Linked DNA regions of Sus scrofa: all the other regions are linked to region 3. The links are chromatin contacts, called in public HiChIP or PLAC-seq maps. All regions are on one chromosome and are shown on one strand. The core of a region is the stretch at or near the end of the contact, and the rest is flanking DNA. Distances in the headings are between cores, read along the strand shown. Region 1 overlaps ETV6 (transcription factor ETV6). Region 2 overlaps ETV6 (transcription factor ETV6). Region 3 overlaps LOC106507269 (a long non-coding RNA gene).

The links. HiChIP or PLAC-seq counts read pairs in DNA pulled down with a chosen protein or histone mark.
Region 1: an H3K27ac HiChIP or PLAC-seq map of alveolar macrophages shows a contact between it and region 3. The contact joins two enhancer-like sites. A contact is called at or near these places in 3 of 47 Hi-C or Micro-C datasets (epiblast stem cells, fetal liver and skeletal muscle) and 1 of 2 datasets of contacts at active chromatin or transcription factors (alveolar macrophages).
Region 2: an H3K27ac HiChIP or PLAC-seq map of alveolar macrophages shows a contact between it and region 3. The contact joins two enhancer-like sites. A contact is called at or near these places in 4 of 47 Hi-C or Micro-C datasets (embryonic fibroblasts, epiblast stem cells, fetal liver and 1 more) and 1 of 2 datasets of contacts at active chromatin or transcription factors (alveolar macrophages).

Annotation. Positions count from the first base shown.
Region 1 is chr5:60,674,693-60,678,505 of Sscrofa11.1, reverse strand. All of the region lies in intron 1 of ETV6 (transcription factor ETV6), which reads left to right. Among named protein-coding and RNA genes, the nearest start is that of ETV6, 100 kb to the left of the region's middle. Within about 2 kb of position 1,810, at least 4 of the 83 cell types and tissues checked have an H3K27ac peak or open chromatin away from gene starts, as enhancers often do. A contact at or near this core is called in alveolar macrophages, where this site is marked.
Region 2 is chr5:60,651,627-60,655,172 of Sscrofa11.1, reverse strand. All of the region lies in intron 2 of ETV6 (transcription factor ETV6), which reads left to right. Among named protein-coding and RNA genes, the nearest start is that of ETV6, 120 kb to the left of the region's middle. Within about 2 kb of position 1,997, at least 43 of the 83 cell types and tissues checked have an H3K27ac peak or open chromatin away from gene starts, as enhancers often do. A contact at or near this core is called in alveolar macrophages, where this site is marked.
Region 3 is chr5:60,837,721-60,841,513 of Sscrofa11.1, reverse strand. LOC106507269 (a long non-coding RNA gene) reads left to right here. Exons shown (of 5, transcript XR_002344104.1): 2 at 2,263-2,402. Among named protein-coding and RNA genes, the nearest start is that of ETV6, 63 kb to the right of the region's middle. Within about 2 kb of position 2,138, at least 2 of the 83 cell types and tissues checked have an H3K27ac peak or open chromatin away from gene starts, as enhancers often do. A contact at or near this core is called in alveolar macrophages, where this site is marked.

The DNA.
Region 1 (3,813 bases), core at 561-3,060, 160 kb after region 3:
AACAAAAGCTTTGCGAGTACCTGTAGATAAACCCCACAGCAACACTGTATTTTTCCTAGAGGTGATACCAGCTGCCTCTGTATAAAGTCACCCCCCCCTTTTTTTTTAACCCCCTCTTTTTTTAAGGCCACTCCTATGGCATGGAAGTTTCCAGGCTAGGGGTCGAATTGGAGCTGCCGCTGTCGGCCTGTGTCACAGCCACCATAACGCAGGATCTGAGCCATGTCTGTGACCTGCATCACAGCTCAGGATAATGCCAGATCCTTAACCCACTGGGCCAAGCCAGGGGTTGAACCTGCATTCTCATGGATACTAGTCCGGTTCTTAATCCACTGAGTCACAAGGGGAACTTTCTTATTCTGAAGTGACCCACAATCAGTAGGACATGTGCTTTCCTGGGGTTTCCAGGAGTGGCGCTGTTTGTTGCTGATCTAATCCAGTCTTGGTATTGGTCCCCAATCTCCACCTTGGGCGAGAGCAGTCATCTACATCATGTCAGGGATTGGGGTGTAACCTGGGCTGTGGAGTGGCGTGCGTTTCATTTTCCCAGCCAGGTCTAAAGCCCATGACCTTGCCTGCATCAGCACTGGCTTCCAGCCAAATGAGCTGAGCATCCTTCCAGCCTAGACCTCCCTGGAAACCACAACCTGGCATGCAAAGGAATCACAGCTTGAGATTCTGCTTACTATTCATGTCAAAAATATTTAAGAAATTCAGAAGAAAAGAAAAAAAAAAAGAGAAATTCTTAGCTATCTCTGGCTGGAAAAGATCTTAATTAAAATGTCTGTACATGAGAACAATAAAGAAATCTATTTGAGGTTTTTGCTTTGGCGCCTGTCTTCAAAAGGGTTGTTGCGAGTTGTCGATGCTAGTGCTTTTTCAGATTATTTTGGGGAGAACCCTCAGATCATGTGAAGGGGCCTCAGGGGACCAACGGATAGGGAAGGGGATTGTGGTGATCCTGTTTTGTTTGGATCTGTTCTGCCCACACTGTAATTAAAACGCTCTGACTTGCTGGGAGATACAAGATTGAATAGAAGCAGCATCTCGGAAAGGCACCTTCAGGTTTTATATACGTTCCTTCCCACCACAGGACCCCCTTTCAGAGTCACCTTTCGACCTCAGCTTAAATCAGCTTTAGGGGGAAAACAGTAAATCAGAGGCACATTTCTAGCGCACAGGTGTCTGTGGCCGGCCCTGCCCTCTGAGATGCTCGGGGAAGCCTTAACCCTTCTGACACTGGCCCTTCCGTATTTGAAGACATCTTCGAGGATCCCACAGTTACACCCTCAGTGCCTCCATCATCCCTTCTTCTTTGAAAGGGAGGGTGCATCATCAGACCGCTGGACAAGCCTTGTTGGACAGTGGCCCCTGTGATTTCTCCTTCTCAGTCCAGAGATCTGCCCCCTAACAGGCCCCGAATAAATGACGGGGCCTTTCCTCCTCACTGCTCCTGTGTGTCTCGCCTGTACATTTAGATTTTGCTGCTCTCGGATAAATGGAAAGGCGCGGAGTAAGGCACATGGTTTTTGTGGTTGTCGAAGAAATTGTTAGTGACAAAGATGGGCTTCCTCAAAAATTCCCTGAGATGAGGTTTCTGTCCAGAGTGAACTGCTCATGGGCATGATATCGCTGTAGATGCCCTGGAGGCCTCTCTGATTGCGTCCTGCGGTAATAGGGGTCCTGGGATAGAGTCTAGAGCTCAGGGGTCGCGCCGGAGAACGTCCTTCGTCCGCTGCATTTAGTCCCCTTCTTTCAGCTGAATGCACTTCCTCCTTCCATCTGGGCTTCCAGTAGGAGAAGGAACATGCTTACAAAAAGTCGGCACCCTGGCTGGGGGCCCTCTGTGGAGTGACCTTCGGGACCCCTGCTGGAATTCTGTGAGGGGTCACAGCCCAAAGCAAGGAAATAAATAGTCCAAAGCCACACCTGTTGTCTTCAGCTTGGATTTACCTCATGGGATTCCCCTGAAGTGGTGAAGCCCTTGCAGACAGGCTGGCCCCCCTTAACTTTCTTACCCGCCACGCCAGCTCCTGAGCTGGTGACTTCAATAGATTGCTCAAGCCCTGCAATCTTCAGATCAGTTTCCTCATGGGGAAGGGGGGGTGGGCATGATGCCTTCCTTGCAGGGTTACTGTGAGTCCGAAAGAAAACACAGGCTTTGGGGGAAGCACATTCCAAGTGCTGCCTTAATGCTAGTTATTCTCCCCGGTTGTTGCAAAGACTGTGTTTTCCAGCCAAGATTGGGACATAGGTTCAAGGGGTGTAAGTATTGATGGATGAGTATCCATGTCTACTTATGGGTAAAATGATACAGCAGTTTTAATATTAGAGCCATCTTGGAAATTCTAGGACTTAGAGTGGTGAAATTCATAATGCTTAGGAAAGGCCTTGGCTCCTAGGGGACGCTTGATGAATGCTGAAATGTTTCAGAACAGTCATGGGGAAAAAAAAAAAAAAAACTTAGTAATCTTTTACAGTGATGCTGATTGCAGGACCTCTTGCTCATGCTTCTTTTTCTTTATCCAATTGTGCATCAATAACTTAGTTCTGGAGTTCCCATCGTGGCGCAGTGGTTAATGAATCCAACTAGGAACCATGAGGTTGTGGGTTCGGTCCCTGCCTTGCTCAGTGGGTTAAGGATCCAGCGTTGCCATGAGCTGTGGTGTAGGTTGCAGACGCGGCTCGGATTCCGCGTTGCTGTGGCTCTGGCGTAGGCAGGTGGCTACAGCTCCGATTCAACCACTAGCCTGGGAACCTCCATATGCCGCAGGAGCGGCCCAAGAATAGCAAAAAAAATAAAAAATAAAAAATAAATAACTTAGTTCTGGGCAAAAGGAAGACTTAAGGTGCTGTGGCTTTGCTGTATCTGTTTGACAGATGCAATACATTGTCTTCAGATTTTAGCATATCGTAGGTCAGGAAGGGGAGGAAAGGACTGTTTCAGTTCGAAGTATGTAGGAATTTACATAGTTTAGGTACCAAACCCATCTTTTTCAGTGTCCAAAGCAAGAGCACTCCTTGGACAGGTAAAGCCAGGCTCCCAGGAAGATTCACACAGAGTGTGAGTGTGGTTTGTGAGGTGCACCCTCCCCTGCTCTCCCCCCCCCGCTTAATGGGTGTCTGGGTGACCAAGGGAGGATGTTCTGGGGACCAGGAGTGTAAGTCCCACCCATCCTAGTTTTCACTGGTACTCCCCCCACCCCACCCCCTTTTTTTAACCCTCTGAGATGACTGCAAGCATGTTAAAACCCAAAGACCAGTCGGGGTGTAAAAATCTAATGACTTAGCATCCACAGGGATATTTCTCTCAGGAGTGGAGCTGGACCTTAAGGAAAATTGACTCAGGCCACTGGTTTAGATGTCTTTTGGAGCCTCTAAGATGGAAAGATAGTGTCACAGCCTCACTGCTATGATTTGCCAGACCTGGTTTTCTACTTCAGAATTCTTAGTTGAATTCCTCAGATCCTAAGCTATATTCTCAACCCAGATCCTAAAGTATACTGTTTCTTTCTGGAAAGATGCCGGTGATATCATGGACTGTGGCTGTGTGTACAGTTTAGCAAAGAAGAGTGACGTTTGTATCTTTTCTCAGGATAAGATGATCTCACTAAACTTGATGAATAAAATATTCCGTGTAGTCTTTCAAGTGAAAGAAATTGGCATGCACGAGTATGTTAGTGCAGGTCCTTGTGTATGCTGGTTGCATCCATGACACCTAAAACACTGCAGCTCAAAATTCAGTCTTGTTCAGGAGTTCCCACTGTGGCACAGTGGGTTTAGGGTCTGGTATTAACTCTGTGGTGGCAAAGG
Region 2 (3,546 bases), core at 748-3,247, 190 kb after region 3:
TGTTGCCAGAATCGGTGTTGGCCAAACAAAGTTGGACGTCTCTAGCTCGCTGTCAGCTTGAGAATGTGTAAGCCATCCGCATTTTCTTGAGAAGAGTGCCGAATCTGGGAGTGGACATCTGCATCCTTGAGTCTTTCGGCTGTTCTTACCAAAAATGTCTACCTCAGGGATGACTCAGTGTGTGATTGCACGTGTATAAGGACCTGTGTTGGGTGGTTTTTTTTTTTTTTTTTTTTTTTGTAAGAAATAGATTTATTAGGGTAGGACGTTTGTGAGCGATATAAGCGGGCAAGCACGGAAGCTCAGCCCCCGGGACCTGTTAATCAAGTGGAAGTGATCCAGCAAATCCTGGCTTGTGTGGAAATGGTGGGAGCTGGCAGGGATGGGTGGCTTTCTGCGAGGAGTGGGCGTGTTGATTGGAGAGAAAGATTCTTCGGCATTCTCCGTATGGAGCCATAACTTCCATTTATTGAGTGCTTATGGGAGGCACTTCTCACATGTGTGCTATCATTTAGTCCTTACGACAGACCTATGAACTGAGTTTTATTATCCTCACTTTCCTGATGAAAGGTCAGGTTTAAAGAGGTTCAGGAACTTGGCCCACGTCACAGAGCGGGTAGGTGGCCGGGCAGGGCCCTCAGACGCTCCAGTCCACACCTTTCCTCCCAGGCTGAGCCAAAGACCTATTCCCCAGCCCGTTCTCTTGAAGAACGCGAAAGATTGTGTTGGATCCCCCTCTGCGATCCAACTGTGGTTAAAACCTCATAAATTTTAGAAAAACAGAATAACTCCCTAAAAGAAGATCGTAAATCCACTCTATAGAAACCATCCACCACAACCCCAAACCTCAGGGTGAATATATTCAGATTTCAGTGGGCTATAGGATTCTTGCTATCCCTTAAATATCACTCTGTTTCCTGGTAAACAGTATCCCTTACCGAGTCTTGGCACATGGATCGTGTAATAAGATCAGACCCCATCGCTCTGCCATTCAAGTTCCGTCTTAAGTCCAGGGTGAAAATCCAGAGCTGCCTTCGTTCCTCCTCTGTCTCTCGGCCTCTTTGTCCCACTGCCTACGATCCAGTTTGAAGTTCGGCACCATCCCTCTTTTTGTGCTTTAGATTTCTTTTTCTCAACTTTTTTTTTTTGTTTGTTTTTTCTTTTTTTTAATGAAGTGATTTGAAATGGAAAATTAAGAACTTAACTGAGAGTCTGGCAGTTTTCTGCTAATGCCTCTGTACTAGGAAGCTTCATAAAATATTATATATTATTATTCACTTCAGCACAGCTGCTCTGGGCTCTCACCCACTTAGTCATTCACAGTATGTCTGAGAGATTAATTTTTATAAGGCTGTGGTTTGGGATATTTTTCTCCCCCTGCACGTTTTACTTAAAATCCTCACCGGGAAAGTTTGTGGGGAAAAAAAATCCACCACCCCTGATAGAAGGTAATTTGGCAATATACATGCTTTCGGAACTATAATTGGCTGTTTTATTTTTTGTGCACGCTCTTTGTTTGGAATACTGCAATCTTTCTACCAGAAATCTCAAATGTAGGGAGGGGGGGATTGAGGACAAGAATGGGAGCTTGCAGGGCTGGTGTGTGTGGCAGGCAAGTTTTTGGAGATGCCCCTTTCTTGATGAAAGCCTCTCGGAGCGTTCAAGCCCTTGGTGTGACCCAAGGTGGGCAGGGGGGCACATGGGCTCAGGAGCACAAGGAAGAGGGAGGCAGAGGCAGGCCAGGGTCCGTGTCGGTGGGGTCCCCACCCCCAGAGTGAGAACCGCACTGTTTATCCCAGCCTCCCAGCAGCAGCCAGCAGGCCAGGGGTGTTTTCAGGACTCAGCTGCCAAAGTTTCTTGAAACAGCTCTGCTCAAAGGCATATGCTGGGCTCACTTCTGAGGGAAATTTCCTTTTTGGGGAAGTTGAAGCAAAGGAATTTCCTGTGTGGGCAGACAGAGCTTCCTGACTTGAAGGCTTCTTGGAAGGGAAACAGTTTCATAATGAAATGACAAATTAAAGACATACCAGCCGGGTTCACTTCAAAACAGCTATTGAGCGTGCAGGCAAAGCCCTATTCTACTCCCTCACAGAACAAAAATAAATCCCATCCTGACAGGTTTCTGTATGCGGGATTAGATCCGTCCCCCACACCTTCCCTCGCAGCCTGCTTCATCTCCCGTCCTCCCACCCCCGCCATTAGCTGCCACCGTCTCTGTCTTCACAGCCCTGGAGCCACCAGCAGGGAGGCCGGGCGCATCTCTCTCTCTCTTGCTGCCTTTCTTTCTGGCTTGGCCCAGTCCTGACCCCCACGGAGGCCCGAGAAGGTTCTGTTACGAGCCCCATGCTGCCAAGCCCCACAGAAAGGACCTCTTTCCTTCCCCGGTGGACACAAAGCAATGATTGAAGATGTCTTCGGCAATGGGCTTAAAAAAAAAAAAAAGAAAAAAAGAAAAAGCAGCCATTTCCTCAGGCTGGCCTTTAAGATCATGCAGGCAGTAAATATGAGTGCTCTTCTGGTCTGGGGAGCTGAGTCCAAAGCCTGGTTTGTTGAAGAAAAGAAGGCTCTGTGTTGGACCGACGATGTTCTTATACCTGAACGTATCATTTTATGCAGTTTAGACAGCTCGCATTTTTTAAATGGACTTGAAGACGCCTGATGAATTAAACTTCTCTTTTTATGGAACAGACCAGGAGAAGCAATGATGGCAGTTATCATTTGGGGTCAATATCAATTAGGCTTGAGCTAAGGGAGGAGAAAAGGCACAGGTTTGGGGATCGGATGTCCAAGGGCCAGCTCTAACTATGTACCACTGGCATCGTCACCAGGGACGAGTGGCTTCACCTCTCAGCCTCAGTTTCCTCATCTCTAAAATGGGCACAGCAGCGCCTTTTCCACAGTATGGTGAGGAAACTCGATTATGACTTCCAAAGCACTTTGTATGCGCCTCTAAAGCCTTGGCCAAATAGCTCTTGCTATTTAGTCACTATTGGGATTGAAATACAGTATTCGATTGAAACAGCAGGAGTGTAGGATTCGGAGATCAGTTTGGCAGATGTTTATTGGAGGTTTTCTCTGTGTGCAGTGTGCTTGGGCTCTGGGGCGAGGGCAATAAATGAAGTGTGAGGTTTAGAGAGGCCACATGGTGTAGCAGAAAGAATCTCGGACTTAGGGTCAGGAGGCCAGGGTTCAAGCCCGGCTGTTACTCAATAGCTCTGTGGCTGGGAGTGAGCTCTTTAACCTTTATGAGCCTCAGTTATTCATCTGTAAAATTGGGGGAAGTCAAACTCTATGACTTTAATAAGTTCTGTTCAACTCTGACATTGTTTAATCAATTTTAAGAGCCTTTTCTGCTGCTCATAGGATTGATTCAGAAGAGTAAGGAGGAAATAGTCCCTGTATGACAGCTTGTCTGATGAAGAAGCTTGCATCAAAAAGCTAGATATTTTTAATTAGTGTGTCTGATATGAACAGGAAAAGAATGGTGCTTGCCAGATATGTCAGCAGTGGCAGTTTGTTTTGGGGTGTTTCTCAGTGAATGCTGAC
Region 3 (3,793 bases), core at 889-3,388:
ATCAGGACATATCTCCCTGAGCAAAGGTACTTGAATCAGGGCCATGTTCTCAGCAGAAGAAAAAAATAGTAGCACAGATCATGGGAGCCATCATTCAACAGACTCGAAAGAGTGGGCCCAGCACCAAAAACGTCAGATAACATCATCTGGAAATGATGACACTCTTGCTTATCTCTCTCATCGTAGGAACTCCTATCCTCACCCTGTTCAACTTTGTTACACCTAATTATCTGGCTGTTGCTTTCATACCTTTATTATATATTAAACGCATCTTCCCTGAGCTCAAAGAGCCCATTTAAGTCCTTTCTATCCGTAGGGGGTGAGTTCTAAGATAGCATTAGTCTCCCTAACTCTAGAGGAATAATACTGTACCCTAAAGACAATAATCTTAGACATTTTTTTTTTTTCTCTTTTGTTGTTGCTATTTCTTGGGCCGCTCCAGCGGCATATGGAGGTTCCCAGGCTAGGGGTCCAATCGGAGCTGTAGCCACCGGCCTACACCAGAGCCACAGCAACGCGGGATCCAAGCCGTGTCTGCAACCTACACCACAGCTCACGGCAACGCCGGATCGTTAACCCACTGAGCAAGCGCAGGGATCGAACCCGCAACCTCATGGTTCCTAGTCGGATTCGTTAACCACTGCGCCACGACGGGAACTCCAAGACAATTATCTTAAATAGTGATGGTCCCCAGGGTCAGACTCCTATTCTCTTCCCATCCTGCAAGCTCTCCCTAGGCAGTCTCATCCCCACCCATTACTTCTATACCAGGAATCCAGATCTTTACCTTTAATTTCGGTTTGTCTCTTGAACACCAGGTTCAGACATACAGCTAATTCACACATACATACTCTAAATCTCTATCTAGACGCACCATAGCTACCTTAAATACATCATATCGGAGCTCAAATTCAGGAGCTTCTGGTTGAAGATGGTAGATTGAGTGTATCCATTTATCCTTTTTCAGAAAAATCATTCAAATCAAAGTAAAGAAATAATGGCGTTCCCGTCGTGGTTCAGCGGTTAAGGAACCTGACTAGCATCCATGAGGACGCAGGTTTGATCCCTAGTCTCACTCAGTGGGTTAAAGATTCGGCATTGCTGTGGTGTAGGTTGCAGGTGTCGCTGTGGCTGTGGCGTAGGCCGGTGGCTACAGCTCCGATTGGACCCCTAGCCTGGGAACCTCTATATGCCGCGGGTGCGGCCCTAAAAAGACAAAAAGACTAAATAAATAAATAAAATTATAGGAAAGAAATAAGAAAGCATGACCCTCCCAACCCCACCCAACAAGAGCATGGGAGAGAAGTAGAAGAGTGAAGATTTCAACAAAGTTCTGGAAGCAGGAGGTAGATGGAGAGGGAAGTATGCTCAGGAAGAACATTGCAGCCTAGGACACCTGAGACGGAGACCACAGCCAAGGACAGGCTTAATGCATCTGCCTGAAAGAAACCCAGTCTCCTCACAGACTCCAAACTCTACAGAAGGCAAGGGAATTTGAAAGGAAAACAAACGCAAGTACTTCAGTATCTTCAGAAATATATCGGGACGGTGATTGCTCCATAAAACAAAAGCAGGGGCAAAGATGAGGGCCAACCCTTTCTCCACCAACTCCTACCTCAGTGAATGCCACCATCAGCCACCCAATTTCCTAAAGGCAGGAAGTGGGAAAGTGATTCTTTATTCTTCCCTGCTCCTTAACCCTCATCCCATAAACTAAGGGTTGATTCTGTCTCCTAAATAGTTCTCTTCTCCCACAGCCATGGTCTCTCATAGATTTTTCCTGTGTCTTCCCTGGATTCTCTCACTAGCTTTATTTTTGTTCTTCCTAACTCTGGTTTGAAGTCTTCTCAAATGCTTCTCCAGAAATTCAGAATTCCTAATCAGCCAGCATCTAGGCTACTGCCCTTCCACCAGTGAGTGCTCAATGGTTATCTTGAGTAATTTCTAACTATCTGCCAGCCCCACATTTTCGCAACTTCGTGCTTTGTTCGCTGTCTCCCACTCATGTGAACTTACTTTTGGTTCTTCCTCCAGACAAGTCTCCTCTTTAAAATGTGCTGTTCTTCCAGTTGGAACCCCTGTTCTCTTGATGGTGTGGGAACTCCGTTCAGGCTCAGCTCAAGTGTTACTTCCCCTAAGGAAGTCCCCTCACTTCCCTGGACTGATGTGTGAATCTAGTCCTTCTCTGTCCTGTGTATCTCATCTGCCTCCACTACAGACATTTTGTGTTAAATTGTAATTGTGTGTTTCCTGTTTCCCCAGCAGACGGTAGGCTCTTTGGAGGCAGGAACCAATCCTGCTAAAAAGGATTCCTTGCACACGTGTCACATGACTGATCATAATCACAGCAGAAGGAAACTCAAGAAATCACCCATATAGTCCCTGCCCTTGGGACCAATGAGGTATGGTCATTTTTGTTTTATTAGATGAGGCAACTGAATCACAGAGATTAAGTGATTTTATTTAAGGTTGTAAGGCTGGAGCATACAGCTTTGTAGGTGTGATGGAATAGAGGTGGGAGGACAGTGGTGGTCTCTCAGTTTCCTACCATCTTGTGGAGTGATTCTCCTGCTACGTAATGACACCGCTTACCAATCTATTATCACTTGCTAAAGAAATTTAATTGGAAAAAAGAAAATGTAAATAAAAGCCATTGCCCAAACTAAAGGGATTGCTTTCTTTAAAATAATTGGCATTCCGTGTCGTGGCACAGGGGAAATGAATCCAACTAGGAACCATGAGGTTTCGGGTTTGATCTCTGACCTCGCTCAGTGGGTTAAGGATCCAGCGTTGCCGTGAACTGTGGTGTAGGTGGCAGAGGAGGCTTGGGTCTGGCGTAGTTGTGGCTGTGGGGTAGGCTGGCAGCTATAGCTCCAATTAGATCCCTAGCCTAGGAACCTACATATGCCACAGGTGTGGCCCTAAAAAGCAAAAATAACTAACTAAATAAATATTAAAGAAATAAGATAATGACAATTATTAAATGATTTTTTAACATTTTATTGAATTATAGCTGATTTATAGCATTGTGAACATATTATATGATGTTTTCAAGCCTAGCCTCTTTGAGACAGGAAGGTAATTACCCTTTGATATCACCTATTTAGTCATTAGGCATTATGTCCCATATGTAATTTTCTATTACAACCAACTAACAAGCAAATGCTTCCCCTAGTTCTGTTCTTCCCGTAGTTGTCTTACTGCAACATCTGGCATATATGCCAAAGGCGGCAGATGGGCCAAATATTAGCCATGTGCCAGCCAGCCAAAGCTGTTCTGGTCCTTACCTGAGTGCATGCTTAAGTGACCTGCCATCGCCTTACCCTATTCTTGGGAGTTTGCAAGTTTCTTTGCTCCAGGAAAAGGTCTGTTTTCTCCTTCTTTTCTGTCTCCCTTGGTGCCCTGTCAAAGTGGTGCAATCCTGATACATACTCCAGAGAGACTTGCTGATTTGATAAAGAAGATAAAAAGGAACCTGCAACACTCTCAGTGAGTTTTAGACATTTTCTTACCCATTTCCTCCTCTTAGATATTGTTATTTGGTCACAATAATTCCTTCTCAGTCTACTTTGTCTTATCCTTTTAGGCCTCCATTCAAATGATGGAAATTTCCTAGATTCTGCCTCCCAACCTCCTCTCTGAATTCATCTTCTCTGAGCAATCTTATCCATTTAGTTTCATCATGACCTCAATGCTGATGACTCCCAAATCTACAGGGGTTTTTTTTTTGTTTTGTCTTGTTTTGTTTTGTTTTGGTCTTTTTGTCTTTTTAGGGCTGCACCCGAGGCATATG